Regions from separate parts of the Zea mays genome. Here region 1 is linked to region 2. A link is a contact called in public Hi-C data. All regions are on one chromosome and are shown on one strand. The core of a region is the stretch at or near the end of the contact, and the rest is flanking DNA. Distances in the headings are between cores, read along the strand shown. Region 1 holds the start of LOC100384299. Region 2 holds the start of LOC100383196.

Region 1 (2,700 bases), core at 46-2,545, 780 kb after region 2:
TATTTCTAAATACTCCTAACGTTTCGCCCAATGCGTTGCCTTTCCTGCTCCGTCCATATCAACCTTTTTTATTCGAACTCAGTCAACCGATGCAGGATGCAAGCAATGATCCAATCGTATCCTAGCTAGAAACCTAATCTTCCAATCATAACGTGATGTGATCTTGTGGCGCACGCACATCACTACATGGGCAACACAGCCGCCACGCCAGCATTCGTGTCATCAATCGGCAACCCTGACCATCAACTGCTCATCGCCAAAGAGGTCCAGATGGTGGTTCGATCATCACAGGGGCAGGCAAGGACATCATCAACTTCCTCCTTGGCATCATCGCCATGCTCATAGGCGGCAGCGTCAAGCTCGAGAGCATCTACACTAACTTGCTATTCCAGTTCTAGATTAGGGTCTTCATTTGCTTGTATGATAACATTATGGTATCTTACTACCAGTGTTTAAAAGGTGACTAGGCGTCCAGGCGAGTGTTGGCCTAAACGCCACTGTTTCCAAGGCGAGCTAGGTACACCTGAACGCCGCGGTGACGCTTTGAAACACCACTGCTTAAGACTGGTTTGTGATCCAAGGGATCCCCTGTGTTGCAAACAAGTTAACATAATGATGAGCTATTTTGTATTAACCAACGAATTACGTTTCACGATGTAACAACTCTGACAGGTGATCGCAATGACCCTACGTCCGTATGGGAGCGTGCAAATTAATATATCTCTGCTTTTTGTTTGCTATGTCGTTATATCCATAATCACTAGTGCATTTTCACAAACTATATCTGTGGTGCCAACTTGCGTAAGGGCGCGCCATAATCACTAGTTGGGAAAACAAGCCAAAGATTCAGGAAGCATCAATCGAACCAAAATGAACCAGAACCACGAATGGGTCGGGGACAAAAAAGAAAGGGAGCCCATGAGGTCTCCCCATAACGCTGCACAGAACGTAAAAGAGAAGGATGGTAGCCGACCTGCCAGAGCCGCTTGAGGCGCTTCTTGGCGTTGTTCTTGCGGGTGGTGGTGAGCTTGATGCGCTTCCACAATAGGCCCGGGGAATCGTTCCGCTTGACCACCTCCAGCGCCCGCGTCGCCCAGAAAGCGCCCCCCACCATGCCCCCGCCTGCCATCGCTGCTGGATCGGTTGGCCTCTTCTTCCTCTTGTTTATCGCGTGTCGGCGCTGGCGGCGGCGGCGCTCGGAGACGGGAGTGAGCAGGACGGGAGAAGGGTTTTCGAAGGGTTTGGGCTTCGGCCTTCGGCCTTCGTCGGCCTACGGATAACGAATTACGGGTATTGGGCCCTGACCGCGTAATCCAAGGGCTGCCCGATCCAGACTAAGCCTGAAAAGGTCTAGTATGATTGAATTTCAGATCGGGCTGGTTCTTAATTATTAGGGGCCGTATCGGGACTGCCCTTGGGTTTAGATCTCGATTCGTGGACGTTATGGTTAAACGTGCCAGATCTATTTTGTGCGGTTCGAAATTGTAAAAAAAAATCCAATATCAAATTCTAGCCTAAAAATCATATAGAGCTCAAAATTCATATCAAAACTGAAATTCAGTTCGAAATTCATCATAAAGCCCGAAAACCAAAACACATATATAATTTAAAAGATATTAACATTTCAAGTTGTATAATTTAAAAAAAAACAAAGAACATGAAACCAATGGGAGTGAACACCTCATCTGCGTGATTAAGGGCCCGTTTGGCAAAGCTCCAGCTCCTGCTTCTTTAGCTCCAGATCCTGATTCTCGTGAGAAGCTGATCCTCCTGATTCTCCTAGAGAATCAGAATCATTTTTAAAACCGTTTGGCAAGTAAACTGATTTTTGTCTACTTTACCCTTTGCAGTTCAACTTTGTTACAAACCAATAAGTAGGATGCATATACAGAAAAAAAATCATGAAAAAATAACATATAAAATATTTTTATCATAGTAGTGCATAAAATGGTCTCAAATGTTTAGTCCATAAATTGGCTCGTTATGTTTTTGTCCAATAGCAATTGCGGGTAATTTCGATCAAACTTTAAGGGGAGGTCCATATTTGGTTGGTTGAGGAGCTGTTTTAAGGGAGGGTGGAGCAGGTTTTTTTAGATCCCACCTTTCTTCACAAAAACGACTCCCAATCTTTTGGCTCCACACGAGAATCAGTTTAAAAAAATACCCGTTTGGCACGGCTCCTCCAGATCCTCGCTTAGAATCAGGAGCTGGAGCTGTGCCAAACGGGCCCTAAGTATGCTGCTAGCCAAATTAGAGCTCATAATTTCCATGATCAGACACGGATGACCAAATGAATATGGGTCTCTTCGTGTCTGTATATGGGCTATTTTGTGTCTCTGTAAACGGATCGTGCTCGTGCCCGCCCGTAGACCGTGACCTCGGTCTAAGCACAACCTGATGCATAATTTTGGGTCGGTCCGATCCAAAATTATTTCGAACGGAACCTTGCTTGGACAGTGCTTTTTTGTGTGCTTTAGACCAGTCCACCATATCTGTACTAACTATTAAGGGGGCAGTGTAGACTGCCCCCGCCTACGAATTCCACCCGCCGCTCCGCCTCCCCCGCCGCGAAACCAGCCATCACCCGCACGCCCTCACGAAACCAGCCATCGCCCGCTGCGCTTCAAGCACAGCGATGTCGCGCTTCAAGCACCGCGAATCCCGCGCCTCCCCCGCGGCGAATCCCACCCGCACGCCCGC
Region 2 (2,700 bases), core at 48-2,547:
GCCTAAATAAGCCACCTAAATAAGCGAAAGCACGTATGTTGCCGATTATAATTAGCACTAAATAAATGTCACTTGTGTATAGCATTTGACAACACACAACTTTGGAGTCATACACTAACAATACAAATGAAAATCCAAAAGCTCATCCTCCCATAAGCGATATCCTTGTTTATAGGGCTGAATGAAATGCTCGTGGCTCGTTCGGTTCGTGGCAAACTCGGCTCAACTCGGATCGACTCGTTTGAATTTTTTCATGAGCTAAGCTGACATCCTAGCTCGATCCATTAGTAACCCAACTCGGTTTATTAACAAGCTAGCTTGCGAGCTAAACGAAATACCACATTTGAGCAAAACAAAACTATATACATATTATTTATGTAATAATTGATGAATATGTATGTGTGGTGTCTATGGCCTATGCGTTAAACTAATGATTGATGGACTATTTCTATTTGTTAAATTAATATATGTGAATATAACTGTGGGTTAACTTGATGAACATGTATGTGAATCGTGAATTGATTAGTGATGTGTTATATTAATTTAGTGTTACATTGATGTGGTTTATGAAACAATGAGTATAATTACTATTTTCTATTATTAAATTAGTTTAAAAATAACTAAAAATTGATTATATATATATATATATATATATATATATATATATATATATATATATATATATATTATTTTTTTTACTCTGACTCGCGAGCTAAACGAGTCAGCTCGAGTTTATAAGAGCTAGACTAATATAGACTCGTTAGTTTAATAAGCTGAGCCGAACCAGCTCCTTAGCTCACAGCTCAAACTTAAACGAGCCGAGTTAAACTGGTCCGATATCGAGCCCGCACAAAAGTACGCGGTTATTAGTACAACAAAGCCCACACCAGAAAACAACAGTAGCGATGCCGAAACAAGCCGATCAAAACCAAGTCTATGTAGTACTACAAAGCAGCACAGCACAGAGCTCCCCGTCGGACTAGCATGGAATCCTCAGCCCTCGGCAGTCGCTGGCACCAATGGCCGGCTGACAGCGTGCAGTGGTTCCAAACCACGTCTCCCTCGGGCTCACCACCACTGCGAACCCACCTCCTCTCCTCTGACCGCCGGACCAACGCGCGGAGACTAGAGCGGCGGCCATCGCTCGCTGCTGCCAAAAGCACGCAGGCACCCATCGTAAAAATATATTCTCACCCCGCCCCTTGGCCCTTGCCCGCGGGGGAGAGACAGGCCCACCCACGCTCCCGGGCCCGGAACGAGATGGGTGGTGAGCTCACCGCTGCCTCGTGGTGGGCAACGCGAGGCGGCCGAAACTGACACACTCCCTCTCCGCTCTCTCTCTCTCTCTCGCAGCCATGCTCACACACACACGCAGGCAGCAGTCACGCTGTGGGAGGGGCAGAGAAGCGAGCGACACAGGAAACTGACGTCGCTTTTGACGGCCTGCTACATAAATCCCCTCGCCTGCCTCCCTTCCCATCTCCTTCCCCGCAAAAATCGCCCGGGTGCCAGGTGCGCGGCGCAGGGAGGTCGCGACGGATTCCGGGCAAGTGCATGTGAGATCCGATGGTGGCGGCTGCAGCGGCGGCCGGCGGCGGTGAGTGCGTCTGTGTCGCTCGCTGCTGGTTGCGGCGCTTGAGTTGAGCCTCCTCCCCTCCGAGGGGGTTTTGGGTTTGTTTGTGACGAGGTTTTGCTTGCCTCATGTGGCTGGGCCTGGGCGTGCAGGCGCCGACGCGGGATGCGGAGGCGGAGGCGGAGGCGGAGGGAAGGACGCGCTGTTCGTGGAGCTGTGGAAGGCCTGCGCGGGGCCGCTGTCCAGCGTGCCGCTACTCGGGGAGAAGGTCTACTACTTCCCGCAGGGCCACATCGAGCAGGTGAGGCAGCAGCTGAAACGGAGGGTGGCTTTGTTGTTCCCGTTGATGTTGCCGCTGCATCCCCGCGTGTTTAGAAGGGGTTTTGGGATACCGGATACGCGTGTGCGCACGCGTCGGAATCTTCGCCCGGATTTCGCGTGGTCGCAGCGGATTCCGGGGTTTGGGCGGGGTTTATCTAATCCGAGCGCGACGGGGTCCCGGATTCCAAATCCTCGTCGTCCGCAGCTTGGGGTTCGTGGTTCTGGTTCCTGTGAAGCCCCCGCGCCTTTGCGCGGAATCGTGGACTCTGACGGGAATTGTCTGGCGGCTTTTGCGGGGTTCGTTCGCATGTCCGCTGCAGTGCTGCAGCCTGCGCTGGGGTTTTGCTTCTTCTGATGTGGAGGGTTCGGCATTTGTGTGCCATGGGCGATTCGGTGCCTCGGAATCCCATCCGGAAGGAGGGTCTTCTGATTTGGGCTATTTTTTCTCTCTCTAGGTTTGCCAGGTCGTCGGTTACTTTTGCTGGTCACTTCAGTGAGCTCAGATGAAGTTTTTTCATTTCATTTCATTTGACCCTAGAGGCTTGGTCTTTCTTTAGTGCCTCTGCCTCGAATGGTATTAGGGATCAGCGCCTTTATGGTTTTTTAATGTTATCCAAAGCTCCGCAATTTTTTTACTGACATGGGGTGGTATGCAATGATTCCTCTTTCTAAGATTCTGCTTGTTTCTGCTGTGCTCTCAGGTGGAGGCATCGACAAACCATCTTGCCGAGCATCAGGGCACGCCCCTCTACAACCTGCCATGGAAGATACCCTGCAAGCTCATGAACATGGAGCTGAAGGTAACA

Evidence for each region. Hi-C and Micro-C count contacts between places; a contact is called where the count stands out from the background.
Region 1: a contact with region 2 is called in a Hi-C map of ear, with 4 times the contacts expected there. The contact joins the promoter of LOC100384299 here to the promoter of LOC100383196 in region 2. A contact is called at or near these places in 4 of 25 Hi-C or Micro-C datasets (bundle sheath, ear, leaf and 1 more).

What each region holds. Positions count from the first base shown.
Region 1 is chr10:14,455,217-14,457,916 of Zm-B73-REFERENCE-NAM-5.0, forward strand. LOC100384299 reads right to left here and starts at 1,296. Exons shown (of 3, transcript XR_559901.4): 1 at 974-1,296.
Region 2 is chr10:13,672,702-13,675,401 of Zm-B73-REFERENCE-NAM-5.0, forward strand. LOC100383196 reads left to right here and starts at 1,298. Exons shown (of 14, transcript NM_001175858.1): 1 at 1,298-1,597; 2 at 1,726-1,874; 3 at 2,596-2,694. The coding sequence starts at 1,567.